Linked DNA regions of Mus musculus: region 1 is linked to region 2. The links are chromatin contacts, called in public promoter capture Hi-C maps. All regions are on one chromosome and are shown on one strand. The core of a region is the stretch at or near the end of the contact, and the rest is flanking DNA. Distances in the headings are between cores, read along the strand shown.

Evidence for each region. Promoter capture Hi-C pulls out the DNA fragments that hold promoters and counts their contacts.
Region 1: a promoter capture Hi-C map of liver shows a contact between it and region 2, with 5 times the contacts expected there. The contact joins the promoter of Tbc1d30 here to the promoter of Llph in region 2. A contact is called at or near these places in 7 of 39 promoter capture datasets (the 3T3-L1 cell line, the HPC-7 cell line, HPC-7-derived erythroid cells and 3 more), 1 of 15 datasets of contacts at CTCF or cohesin (large pre-B cells), 1 of 484 Hi-C or Micro-C datasets (B cells), 3 of 115 datasets of contacts at active chromatin or transcription factors (the 230-238 cell line, large pre-B cells and pro-B cells) and 2 of 9 other capture datasets (adipose tissue and liver).

The regions. Positions count from the first base shown.
Region 1 is chr10:121,346,860-121,353,645 of GRCm38.p6, reverse strand. It overlaps Tbc1d30 (TBC1 domain family, member 30), which reads left to right and starts at 2,002. Exons shown (of 13, transcript NM_001361015.1): 1 at 2,002-2,629; 2 at 6,377-6,541. The coding sequence starts at 2,269.
Region 2 is chr10:120,225,409-120,232,402 of GRCm38.p6, reverse strand. Llph (LLP homolog, long-term synaptic facilitation (Aplysia)) reads right to left here and starts at 5,343. Exons shown (of 3, transcript NM_025431.2): 1 at 5,280-5,343; 2 at 4,200-4,429; 3 at 333-1,200. The coding sequence starts at 4,422. The coding sequence ends at 1,031.

The sequences.
Region 1 (6,786 bases), core at 753-3,252, 1.1 Mb before region 2:
TGCAACAGAATCCTTCTGCACACGTTTATTGGGAGAGCTTGATTGCAGAGTGAAAAGACCCCAGCCCAGAACTGGTGCTGCTTATATAGGCCTAGAAGAGGCGTGTCTTACACCTGGATTGGTTGTGCTTGGGTTATGCTTATTACCTCATTTGCATGCCTACATCTGATTGGTTAACTTCTCTCTCATCTGATTGTTTAACTTTTTTTCTCATCTGATTGGTTAATTTTGGTTAATTCTCAAAACCTCATCTTGGCAAAAGAACTTTACTGCCTATGTATGCGTGGTGGCCAGTGGAAGCCAGCGCCACCCTACAACGACACATGTGGCTTCCCACAATCTTCCTCAGATCCCTTTGAACTTCTGTCAGTTTCTGGGAAGACAGGCTCTAAAAAGAAAAAAATGTTGAAGCGGGTCCCTAGTGGAGGCAAATGGAGAGAAACCAGGGAATATCTACTGAGAAAAGAGAAACAGTTGCCGTATTTGCTCCCTGGGGAAGTCTGGTGTGCTGCAAAGATCCTTCTCTGATGAAGGGCCCATGGATTCCTTCACTCATGCCACAGGCAACAGGGAGAAAAATCTCTTTAAAAGAATCGGTGTGGTAGCAGTTTATTCATCTTTTTCTTGTAATCCATGAACAGGTTGACATTTCTTTATTCTTATTTATTTATTTTATGTAAGTACACTGTAGCTGTCTTCAGACACGCCAGAAGAGGGCGTCAGAGCTCATTTTTGGATGGTTGTGAGCCACCATGTGGTGCTGGAATTTGAACTCAGGACCTTCTGGAGAGCAGTCAGTGCTGTTAACCGCTGAGCCATCTCTTCAGCCCACCATTTCTTTATTCTTGTGCGTGTGTCTTATGGTATGCATATGGAGGTCAGAGGGCAACTTTTTACAAGGGGGATCTTTGCTTCTACTTTGTGGGTACCAGGGATCAAGCACAGGTTGTTGATGGCAAATGTGCCTTTACTTGCTGATCCATCTTGCTATATATTAAATAATTTAATATTTAAAAAAATTTAAAAGCTGGTACTTTTAACTGCTGAGCCATCTCTCGGCCCCTCCAGTATATGTTCAAATTCTGTATGCTTAGGGCATACATACAACGTCATAAAACTGGTGCTTTTATAACTCACAGTAGCTCAAATTTCAAAGTATTTTGTTGGTAGTGGTTAAGGACATCAGGCTGTGCCCCACCACGTAAGAAGTGTAAATAAACAGGAAGCCTGCCACTGTTCTTTGGTTTTTGGAGACAGGATTTCTCTTTATAGCCCTGGCTGTCCTGGAACTCACTTTGTAGACCAGGCTGGCCTCGAACTCAGAAATCCGCCTGCCTCTGCCTCCCGAGTGCTGGGATCAAAGGCATGCGCCACCATGCCCGGCTGCCACTCTCCTTTAGAAGCCCTAGATGTACAGACAATTAACAGCTTCAGGCTGAGGAGTATTTCTGTCTAATGAGAGGCAGACACTAAGAAAAGTTCAAGCTTCCTTCCTGGCAAGTCATTGAACCTCTTGGCTGCAAGGCTCTCACCGAAAAGCGAGGACACCACAGGGTTAAACTGATGATCAATGTGACTAAGTTCACAAAGTTATCCAAGGGGAAGGTAATCAAAAATTCTTCCGAAGTCTAGTGTAAAGACAGATCTCTCCGAGGAGCTAGAGAGAGGGCTCGCCAGGCAGAAGTACTTGTCTAACAAGCTTGCCAACCCGAGTTTGACCCCCTGAACCCATTTAAAGCCGGGAGTTTGATTCCCAGAACCCAGTTAAAAGTTGGAAGGAGAAAAACCGGCTGCACAGTGTTGCCTGACCGCTGGTCTCCACAGGCACATCCTGGGATGAGTGCGCAGCAATAATACACATTTTTTCTTTTTCTTTTTTAAAGGAAAAAGATAAAACTCCCATAAACTCGAATTCACCATCAAAACCAGCTCTGGCGACTTTTGTTAGCTCGGCCAACTCAGGAAGGTCTATTAAACCCACAATCAAGTGTCACGGAATTTAGTTGTTCTGAATCCAGGTCTTTTATTGGAGGAAAAAAGTTCACAACGTCACTCAAATCCCAGGACTTGCCAGATAGTCAGGTTTTTGTGGAGTCTCCTGGACGCTCCGGGTCAGGTGGGAAGGATTCGGGCGCGGCGCCCGCGGACGTGAAGCCGGAACTCCGGTCCTCCGCCCATTGGTTGGCATTTCGACCCCTGCTGGGGACTCTTTGCTGCCCGCGTGGCCGCGCCCTCCCGGAACTGGCGGGCGCCGCGGCGGTTCGAGCCATGGAGGTCCTTCCAGCGGGCAGGACGTGGGACCCGCAGCAATCCGAGGAGGCGGCGGGGCACCCGGCGGACGAGGGCGACTTGGAGCCGCAGCCCGACGGCCGCACGAGCCGCACGGCGTCCCTAGTGAGCGGGTTGCTCACCGAGCTCTACAGCTGCACCGAGGAGGAGGAGGTGGCAGCCGGCGGGGACCGTGCGTCCCAGGGCCGCCCCCTGCGAAGGGACAGCCTGGACAGCTCCACCGAGACCTCGGGTTCCGACGCATTCCTGGGCGGCCGCGGCGCTGGCGACTCCCGAGTGCTGCAGGAGCTGCGGGAGCGCCCGAGCCTGCGGCTCCAGATGCAGTACCTGCAGCGGAAAGGTGAGCGAGGGCGCGGGGACTCCTGCCTATCTGTGCCACCTGCCCCACTGCGCCATTTGCATTATCTGCTCCAGTTGCCCACCTGCGCCACCTGGCCCGCTTGACCACCTGTGCTAGTTGCCCACCTGCGCCACCTGTGCGCTGCCGCTCTGCCCGCACACCCGGAGAGTGTGGAGTCTCCTTTCATCTGACTCGGGACTCTTCTGTCACTCTTTCCCTAGACATTTCCTAATGCCCAGCCCCTCCCCCTCTGCTAGGGTGGCTCGGAGCGTGGTCGAGTCTTTCCACCTCCCCCACGCCTCTCAGAAGTCCGAAGCTAGGGGCAGTGTAGACTCTTAACTTTACCTGAACAGCTGTTAGGACTAGTTTGGCGTTTCTTCCGTGCTTACTAGAAATTTCCTAGAGGACCCTGGGAGAAGAGAGCCGACTTCTAGGGCTTCCCACCCCACCCCCTTCCCTAGCCACGCCGCTTGGACAGGGATTTTTAACTAGTGAGGCAGAATAATTCGATAATGCAGTTCGCAGCAGAGCGCGTGAATTCCGTGCCTGTCAGAGTGTGAGTCCCCAGCAGCTCTGCTTTAATCTGGGTCTCAGGACTGAGTGAAGTCTGAGCGCTTGGCCTTCACGGTGCATTTAACAACTGCTACCGTTCACCTGCCCAGAGAGTGCAGCTGAGAAATGGCCTGGTTTCCTCGGATCATAGGCTGATTTGATGTTTCTTCCGTTATCAAATTCTGAGACTCAAATTCTGGTCGAAAAAAAAATTTTTTTTTTCTCAATAATGATAGCTTATATTTCAGGCATCGGGACTAGTGTAGTTGTCTTTTTGCATAGATCTGGGAAAACCTCAATTTACAAAATGTACTAAAGTGTGGGGAACAGAAGGCCAGCCACTATCACATTTCTTGCAATATTGTCCTTGTGCTAAATGACCATGGGGGTGGGGAATAGAGAGAATTATACAGTCTTCTTGTACTTGCTGTATCCAGTCTAGCTGGTTCCAGGAAAAAAAAAAAAACAGAAAAAGAAAAAATCTGTCTGTTTGCTCCTACCTGTGTAAACAATTCTCAGCTTCCAAGTGACCCCCCCCCCACGTTCCCCAACACCTTTGGCTGCAGACATTTTATTTTATGTAATTACCTGGCTGTGCTAAGAATGTCTGCTTATTGCCCAAACTCTTGCAGTAGGTCAGATTCCAAGAGAATCAGTTTTGAAAATTATGACCAGATTTCCGCATGTTAGAAGGCTATTCACTTTACCAGGAAACTTCGAGAAACTGATAATTTCCCTTTAGAAGAGGAAAGCTGGCAAGCCAAAGTTTATAGAGGTCGGCAGCCTGCAAGTGGGTGTCACGTTCACATGCGTGGCCACTCTACTGATCACTCACAGATCCTGCCAGAGTCCATTTCTTCCCAGTTTTCATCTCTATTGCTGACCCGTTGCCTGTGAACCCTTTCTTTCCACAGTTGACTTGTGTTGGGTGAGCAAGATGTTGTATATTGACACACTGTCTCTGTGGACAGACATCTTTACAACACTGTGATTAGACCATCGGGTCACGGATGCAGCTGTTTGCAGAAATCATGCTCACTGGGTTGTTAGCTGTTCCAACCTAAGGGTTGTGTCCACTTAGAGGGACAATGCAGATAACCTGCCTGCTGGTTTTCTTCTCTCACAGTTTAGCGTTTGTTTCAATGTTGTATCCAGACGGTGCTGGGTGTGGGTCTGAGGTCTAGGGGCAGCAACAAAGTAGTTTGTACTGGAAAGTGGATTGTCTGTGGTGGAGGGGATTAACTTGGAGTCAGATTCCTCAGTTATCACCCTGTTACTATTTCTATTTAGCTGTGCTGCCTCGGGCAGGCTATTTACCTAAGCTAATGTGTGTTAGGTACTCTGTGAGTATTAGAGAACACTTTCAGTATTGCAAGCCCATGTATCATAGAGGGATAAAATTCCTTTGAGAGGAAATTAGTCAGGTTTCCAGCTGACTGTTTCCTCTGTTACCTAGTGAGAAGCAGGGGTTATGGTCTACACAGAGACGGGTTTTTGTGTAGGATGTTTATTTGCCTGTGCTATTACTGTGGAAGACATTTCTACATGAGAATCAGAATATGTCCCCATACGAAGTATATAATGTAGAGAAATACAGAGTTGTAGGTACTTTAAGAAACAGCAAAACTAAGTTAGAGTTTTCACACACTTCCTACTGTTGCCAGTATTAGTTTTAAGAATGTAAACTTCATTATTTTTATTATTAAGGTTTTTAGTTCTTTTAAGTTTAAAAAAATTATTTTATGTGTTTGGGAGTTTTTAACCTACATGTCTGTATGCCATATGTGTTCAGTGCCTCCGAAGGTCAGAAGACAGGTCCATTCCCTTGGAACTTGGAATTTCAGAAAACTGTTAGCCATTATGTGTGCTAGACTTGAACCCAGTCCTTTGGAAGAGCCAGTCAAGACTCTTAAACCTCTGACTCATCTCTCCAGCCCAAGGATGTTGAATCATTTGACCCCTTTAGAGGAAATACATTTTCTGCCGTGTATGAAAATTATTGAGGTCCTAAATTAAATGTACTACCCAGGCTATTTGAAGGCCACACATTTAAAACAAAATCAGCATAGCTACATTCATCTTTGTTATGAAATGTGCTGGTGTTATTTACAACTGACAAGGTTGTTTGAACTGTTTCTTATTTTTGAGGTCTTAGGGTTTGAACAACCAGGACATGTTAGGCAATGCCTCTACCATTGAGACCTCACTTACTTTTTATTTATTTATTTGTGTGTGTATATGTGTGTATGTGTGTTCATGTGTGCCTGCCTGTAAAGGCTAGAGGCCAGTGTGCCACCATGATGACATTTTCTATGTGATGCTGGTGTTAGTAAACTTGCATGGTAAGTACTTTACTGTCTCCACAGCACTTAAGGTCTTAAGACATTATTTTAGTTGTATCATCTGGCTTTGAACTTGTGATCCCTCTGCCATAGCATCTTGAGTAGGTGGCATTGTAGGCCTGTCTCACCAGGCTCAATAGCTGGTACTTTTAAAGCATTGAAAGATAAATACAGGCTGGAGAGATGGCTCAGTGGTTAAGAGCACTGACGGATCTTCCAGAGGTCCTGAGTTCAATTCCCAGCAACCACATGGTGGCTCGCAACCATCTGTAATGGCATCTGATGCCCTCTTCTGATGTGTCTGAAGACCATGTACTCACATACATAAAATAAATCTTTTTTAAAAAGTCCTGGCTGGGCGTGGTGGCTCACGCCTTTAATCCCAGCACTCGGGAGGCAGAGGCAGGTGGATTTCCGAGTTCGAGGCCAGCCTGGTCTACAAAGTGAGTTCCAGGACAGCCAGGGCTATACAGAGAAACCCTGTCTAAAATAAAAAGTCCTACATTTAAGGAAAGAAAGAGAGAAGGAAAGGAAGGAAGGAAGGATGAGAGAGAGAGAGAGAGAGGAAGAGAGAAATGTATCCGAGGAGCTGGTAACAGTGAAAGTCTTTGCTTACTTGTTATATTGTAGCATCCAGGATAACATTTATCTTATAGAATTCCTTTTATGAGCAAAGCCAGAGATGAATGGGTGGTTGATTAGACTGGAACGGCTTAGCTGAATCGCGTTCATGCTACCTGGGATGAAAAGCTAGACTGAGTGGATTTAAATTCATTTTCTAGCCCTACACCTTTTGACTAGCAGCACACTCGGGATTTATATCCCTCTCAAGGGATTTCTTCTTTCCTGATAGACTCCAGTGAGCTGAAGACCGTTCTTCGAGAGCTGAAGTACAGGATTGGCATCCAGTCCGCAAAGTTACTCCGGCAGCTGAAGCAGAAAGACAGGCTTCTGCATAAAGTTCAGAAGAACTGTGACATTGTGACAGCGTGCCTGCAGGCTGTGTCACAGAAGAGAAGTAAGTCTAGGGGTTGGGAGCAGGTGTGTGTGTGTTTGTCATCCCTTGCCACTGGCTGGCAGTGAACCTGCAGCAGGTACTGCTTTGCACTGTTTTGAAAAGTCCAGGAACCAACCAGCCAGCATGGCTTTTAAATTTAAAATGAATGCCTGATGTCTAAGGGTAAGCCCTGACTTTATTACTCATGAGTTGAGGTCATGTTTCACTCTGACAATGGTTATTTTTTTGTGTGTGATACTCAATGG
Region 2 (6,994 bases), core at 4,094-6,593:
AAAGATTTATTATAAATAACTACAGTTGCTGTCCTCAGACACACCAGAAGAGGGTGTCAGATCTCATTACAGGTAGTTGTGAGCCACCATGTGGTTGCTGGGATTTGAACTCAGGACTTTCAGAAGAGCAGTCAGTGCTCTTACCCGCTGAGCCATCTCACCAGCCCTAGACTTTATCATTATTTTAAGCTACACAATATTGAAATTGAGGATCACTTGTTTTACACAATAATCTATACATGTAATAGTCCACCTGAGCTAAAGGCTGGTGGTCTTCTCAGTGTCTGAAAACCCTAATGATATATAAAAGAAAATGTCAAACTCCAAGATCTCCACGCAAAATATCATTTATTATGAATTATAAAAAAATAAACACTTCAAGTAAGTACTACTGGTAAGATCCACTGATGGCCTTTTTAAGACTATTTTAGTTATTAGTGCGTGGGAAGGTGTGCATAGAATGTCGGTGCCAGTGACGGCCACAAGAGGGCGCATCCTTGGGAGTTGGTTTTGAGCCACCCAACAAGAAACAGAAGTTGACTCTTCCTCAGGCTCTTGATACCCTATTTTTGAATATGATAATGTAATAGCTTTCTGCCTATACTATTTTGATATAAGCATGTTTAATCTGAGGAACTGAGTACAATGGCCATTCTGTAAGATCAAATAGTTATAACCACATCAATGCTTACAATACTCAGTGCCAGGCAGTATCCAATCACAACTTCAGCATAACATTCTTTCATCACCAAAGAGATTTTATTCAAGTTTCTAACACAAATGAGTTATTTTGGTTTGAATTACAGAACTAAGTACAAACTGAAAACAAAGTTTCTGGGTTTTTTGTTTGTTTGTTTGCTTGTATTTTCAAGACACGGTTTCTCTGTGTAATGGAGCCCTGGGTGCTTTGGAATTGCTCTGTAGACCAGGCTGGCCTTGAACTCACAGAGATCCACCTGCCTCCACCTCTTGAGTGCTGGGATGAAAGGGGTGCACCACCACGCCTGTCTCCCTTGCCAGTCTTTAAGGTCTACCAGGCCAGGCCCTTCGCGGCCTTTGCTCTGCTTTTCCCTCGTTTCTTTTCTCTCTTGGCCTTCAGTCTTTTTCTTTGCCTCTGGTTCATCCACACTGGGTACTGGCCATGCTGGTCTAGAAGAGTCTTTCTGTTTCTCTTAATTTCAGTTTCCATTTTCATGTCATCTAAATTAGAAACAAGGATAAAATGAGGAGTTATTACATTCACACGTGACAACCCCGTGGAGTCGCATGAGCGTCAGAACCACATGGAGGCTGAAATCAAAACAAAGAGACCACTCTCTATGGAAGCCCTTACAGCAAAGTCAGACATAAGCCACACGTGCCGCTGCATGCTCCTAAATCCATGTGTGCACACGTGTGTGTGCGGGTGCCCACGGAGGAAGAAGAGCGTGCAGTCAGGTCCCTGGAGCTGATGTTCCAGTTGGCTGTGGGCCACCTGACACAGGAGCTGGGAAATGAACTCTGTGAAAGCGCCAAGTGCTGAGCCACCTCTCCAGCCCTGAAAGTTAACATCGTAAGCAGTGAGTGAGTGAGTGAGTGAGTGAGCGAGCGAGCGAGCGAGTGAGTGAGTGAGTGAGTGAGTGAGTCTGGTCTACATTTAAAGGAAGCACAGAGAGGAAAGTAGAAAGGCTGGGATCAAGGGATGGGCGACAACTTCTGGCCGTGGGGTTTAGTGTAACAAGTAATGCTTTGGTGCAGACAGAGGGGACAAAGACAGGGGAGACAGCTGCATTTTTTGGCTGAGGAAACTATGCAGGTTGCACAGTCCCCAGCTGCAACGGGGACATGAAGAGGAACATACTTGAGGGCAGAAGGAGCAAGCTTTACTAATATGACTAAACCGAAGGACTCCCCTCGTCTCCACTTCTATTCCCATTTAGCTCCTGAAAGATTACAAGTGAGGGCACCAAGGCAGTCTCCAGGCAGAAATTGAGAGAATTCTTCTCTCAGGATGCTGAGGAAAAAAAAGAAGAGGCACAGACTGTAAAAGGAGATTATCCTTTAAAAAAAAAAAAAAAGCCAGAAGCCCCCCTTTTACCCTACAAGCCTCCACGCTGATGGACGGCTCCTCCTCACACCCTGATGCTTCCTCCACCCCCAGTTTCCACCCCAGCGCCTCGCTGCAGCGACAATGCACCAGGTATTTGGGAAAAGGGCTAGACAAGCGTGGAGGGAACAAGGGTGAAAGCAAGGCAGCAGAACTCAAGAGAATGTAACAAACAACGCAGAAATATCTGATCAAATTACAGAAGCAAACAACACCCCGACAAGATACGATAGCTATCCACTAAGAGCAGGAAGTTATTCAAGGGAATAGTCAAAGTTAAAAATAAAAGTTTCGGAATAGAAAAACAGAACAGTATACTAAGATCCTACATGATAAAATTAAGAAAATTAGGGGGCTTTATGCCAAGAGACTCAAAGATGCCCAGAATTTATAAAGAATGTTTACAATCCACACAGACAGAAACAACCAAACCTTAAAAACAGGCAGTTCCATTGCAGTGAGATATTTGAGGCACTGCTAGGTGGCTATAAATGTCTGGCAGGTGCAGAGAAGAGCAAAGCATTACTGTATGAGCCACGTTCCATCTCTAAGCCCATACTCCAAAGCACTGAAATTGGGTATTAAAAACAAGCACACAAGCAAGCACGCAAACGTGGACACTAAGGTTTATCAGACCACAGAAGCACGGAAATGCCCCAGATGCCAACTACAAACAAATAAAACGTGGCACATACGACAAACCAGTATTGCCTTTAAAGGGAAAAATTGATATCTGCTAAAACATGAAGTTTAGAGTGAGACAGTAAGCTACAAAGCAAGCCATAGAAGACCAACGGCATCAGCAGCTGTCCGTCTCGGGGTTGGAAGGACAGGGAGAGAAACTCCTAGGGGGGCGCAGCCAAGAAAAGAGTTGCAGAGGTGCTGTGTGTGCTGAAAGGGACACAGCCAGTTCAAGTCTCAAACCTCTCAGGGGCAGCGGAAGCAGAGCAGACCAACAGAAACCAGACAGGAGGGTTTCTCTTTGGAAGAATGGGACGCTAACACTTCGGATTAAGCACTAAGAACTTTGGGGTCCTTGGCCTTCAAGACATGAACACACTTCTACCTTAAGAGTGCCTTTTAAAAAAAGACCTACACTGAAGCTTTGCCTGCATGTCTGTCTGTGTGGATGTCAGATCCTGGAGCTACTGACAGTTGTGAGCTGCCGTGTGGGTGCTGGGAACTGAACCTGGGTCCTCTGGAAGTGTAGTCAATGCCCCTCATATGAGTGCTTCCTTTAGCTGCCAAGCAGGGGCATTAAAAACAAACACCCCTTTCTTTGCTGAATCCAGCATTATACAGAGCCTCCAATGAGTAACAATACACAGGGGTCTCTAAAAAGATGCAAACAAAAGTGAGATTCTGTGACTTTCCAGGGTAATTAAACATCTGCCTAGATGCTAAGCTCCATCCCGCAGTACCATCAGTGCCTGGGGCATTCAAGCTGCTGTGTAATTGCTGAAGATCCATTCTAAACAGCTCAGCGATGCTATTCACAAACACTGACTGTGAAACAGCTTAGCACAGTCTCTAAAAGAAACGTAAGCTTCCAAAGGATAAAGACGTGAACACACCAGGTATGTGAGGTGCATACAGTGAGCACAGGACAGCTCCAAGTGTGATTGAAGAGGAAGTGTTTACTGTCGAAATGAGGGAAGGTACAGTCAGAAGAGTCCAGAGCAGGAGAGAAAGAAGACAAAACATCGCCAGTGGACTGAACCAGGCCATGAGAGGAGAGAAAGTGGGGTGGGGGTTGGGGAGGCAAGAGAGGAAGAGAAGTGGGGTAAAGGCGACTGAGAGGAACGAGAGGATCCAGGAGCCGAGAGAAGCACGGCCGAGACGGCAGTGTTATATGGGAGTGAGAGGGAGGCTTGTGAAGTGGAGACACTTGGGGGTTGGGGGGAGGAGCTGAGAGGAACCAGGGTGCCAGCATGTACTTTATTATCTAATAAGCTCCACAGCTAGCCATTTGTCCCCAGTTTCTTTTGGACTTGACACTAGGGACAAGTAGAATGGGTAGAAGACGGCTTTAAAAAGACAGAGAGAGACCGACCCCTAAGAGAAAAGTGGATCATTTTTTAGAAAAACCATGTAAATGAAGACCGAGGCTCACCCTTTTCCTCATCTGCGCCGTCACACCGCCCTTCCTCACACTGCATTTTCTCCTGGCGAGGTTTGGCTACCACCACGGTTGCTATCTCCTCAACGTCTTTCATTAGAGCATCCCCGTCCACTCTGAGGATACTCTTCAGTCTGTTGAGCTCCCTTGGCGCATTCTTCTTTCTCTTCTCGGCCCGCATCTTCCTCTTCCACTTACTCCGCAGGCTTTTAGCCATGCTTCACCTGGCGGTGAACAGAAACACAAACAAAAGGTTTACTGCTCACACCCTTGACTGGCAAGGACGTGGCCAAGCAGCCTTCTCTTCAGAACTGGGACAGATGGAAGAGAAGTTGTGCTGTGCCCTCATGCTTAGCTTATGTAATAATCAGCGCAGAGCATGAAAGGACTAAGTCCGGACACGTCAGGCCCCTTTAAGTAGGAACAAGTCGTTAATTCAAGCCGTTCTCAAAGAGCAGCTATGCATAGTAGACACAGAAAGCGAACAGCTCCGCCTTAAAATCACCTATTGCGCTGTTCTTATCCAATATCCGTCACCACATCTTTAGTGTGAACTTTTAACAGCTTAAACCATAGCTCCCTGCCTTTTAAAGACTCCTCCCCTCGTGTATCAAAGCTCATCCCGCTCCTCTCGGGCCTCCGACTTACTCTCTAGCCCCACACGCACGCAAGCTCCAGTCCGCACAACGCCCACTTCAGGACCGTCACATCTCCGATCTAGGTCTGGAAATGGCTCTCCCTAAGGCTCGCTCTGATCCTCCGACTCCTGTCAGCTCCTTTCTACCAAGTTCGGCTTCAACCCGGAGCTACCGTCCCCGTCTGCGGACTGCGGGGCTGAGCCGGATCCCCCGGGGCCACCGCTCTGCTGCACACCGTACAGGTCACGAGAACCGTGGGGTGGCTGGGTGAGGTCCCCTGAGCGTCAGCAATCACCAGTGGTCCGTGTGCGGGACCCCGAGCCTCGCCCTCCCGAGCCCCGCACCGAGCGAGGATGCGGTCAGGTCTCGCCGCGGAGGCAGGGTCCGAGCCAGTCCTTCACGCCGCGGAGTTGAGTCCAAAGCCCACGCAACTCACCTGAGAGACAACACCGCGCACCACGCGTGGGACGCCAACCGGAAGTACAGGCGCTTCCGGCTTCCGTTCAGGGGCCAGCGCACAGCATGCCGGGATCCTTGAGAGGCGTGGTCTTTGGGGAGGCGTGGTCAACCAGCTGTCTCTGTCATCCCGAGGCTTTGGCTGACCCCTACACCTACAGGAGAAAGTTTAAGGAATTTCCTGTCGGGAGTGGCAAATTATAAATCAAAGCATCTCAAAGCCTTGGATGGGCCAAGCCTGGCCGGGGGCCCTGTCTGTGACAGCCTCACGAGAAAGGATACCAAAGGGATTGCTCAGCTCTGATCATCCTGGAGCCCTTTCTGAGTTTTGTTTTTGTTTAATTGCAGTCTAGAAATTTTCTCATTTCGGCTGAGGATCCTAGGAGGTACGCGGCTGTGAGGATGTATCAAATTGTACAACTTAAATACGTCACGTCGACTGCATGCCAGTTATATTTCAAAGTGTCACCCAACAGAATAATCTTTCCTTATCCCCACGAATTTAAAGGGTAAAACAAGCTATTTCAACCAATGTTGATCTGTCCAAACTATTACATACCTGAGACAAAGCTAACCTAGGGTGAATGAGTTTACAAAAAAAGGTGTGGTTTTTGCATGTGCTTCTAATATTGCACAAGCTATGGGCGATACGCAAGTCTCTTTAACACTTGTGAAAGATAAGAAGAGTGTCTTAGGGCCTAGATAGTACCTCATTCATTGATCTTCAGTGGGTGATTAGGCAACAAACGTTAACTACCCAGACTTACCTGGAAACAGTGTTTTCAACAGATCACCACATTCAAGCATGTATGTGTACCACATGTGTGCCTGGTACCAGAAGAGGCCAGAAGAGGCCATCTCATCCCTTGAACTGGATTTACAGTTGGTTGTGAGTCACCACAGGGGTGCTGGGAACCAGTTTTACTTAGTTTTACTTCCATTACTGTGAAGACACCATAACCAAAGCAACTCTTAAAAAGTAAAACATTTATTTGGGACTGGCTCACAGTTTCAGAGGTTCAGTCCATTGTCGTCATAGCAGGAAGCATGACAGCATGCAGGCAGACATGGCGCTGGAGAAGCCCAGATCTGAAGGCAGCCAGAGGTTCTCTTCTGAACTGGCTGGAGCTTGAGCACTAGGGACCTTAAAGCCCACCTACACAGTGACACACTTCATCCAATAAAGTCACACCTATTCCAATGAGGCCTCACCTCCCAATATTGCCACTTCCCATGAGCCAAGCATATCCAAATCACCACAGAACTGAACCCAGGTCTTCTGCAAGAGCAAGAGGTGCTCTTAACCACTGAACCAGGTCTCCAGCCCCCTTTATAAGTGATGACTTATAAAATCCCTGTTTAATTGCTAGAAGAGCTGTGTCTTTTTGAAGAAACCATGCATATAGTGGAGCAAGCACTGAGATTTTTAACCCAGGAAAAATACAGTTGGCATTATAACAAGAGGAAGCGTGCATGCCCTGGGTTTGAAAAATCAACCTTACAGATGCTCTAAATTGGCAGCTTCATGTACCAAAAGGCTGTGGCTTTTGAACAGAAATTTGGAAAATAAAATCAACCTATTATGTATTAAGACACATTCCACAATTTGGCATGAAAAAGCTCTTATAAAAACTAACCATATGAAATTTGTTGCCATTAAATATAAACACCGTTCATTTTTATCAAATCTATTTT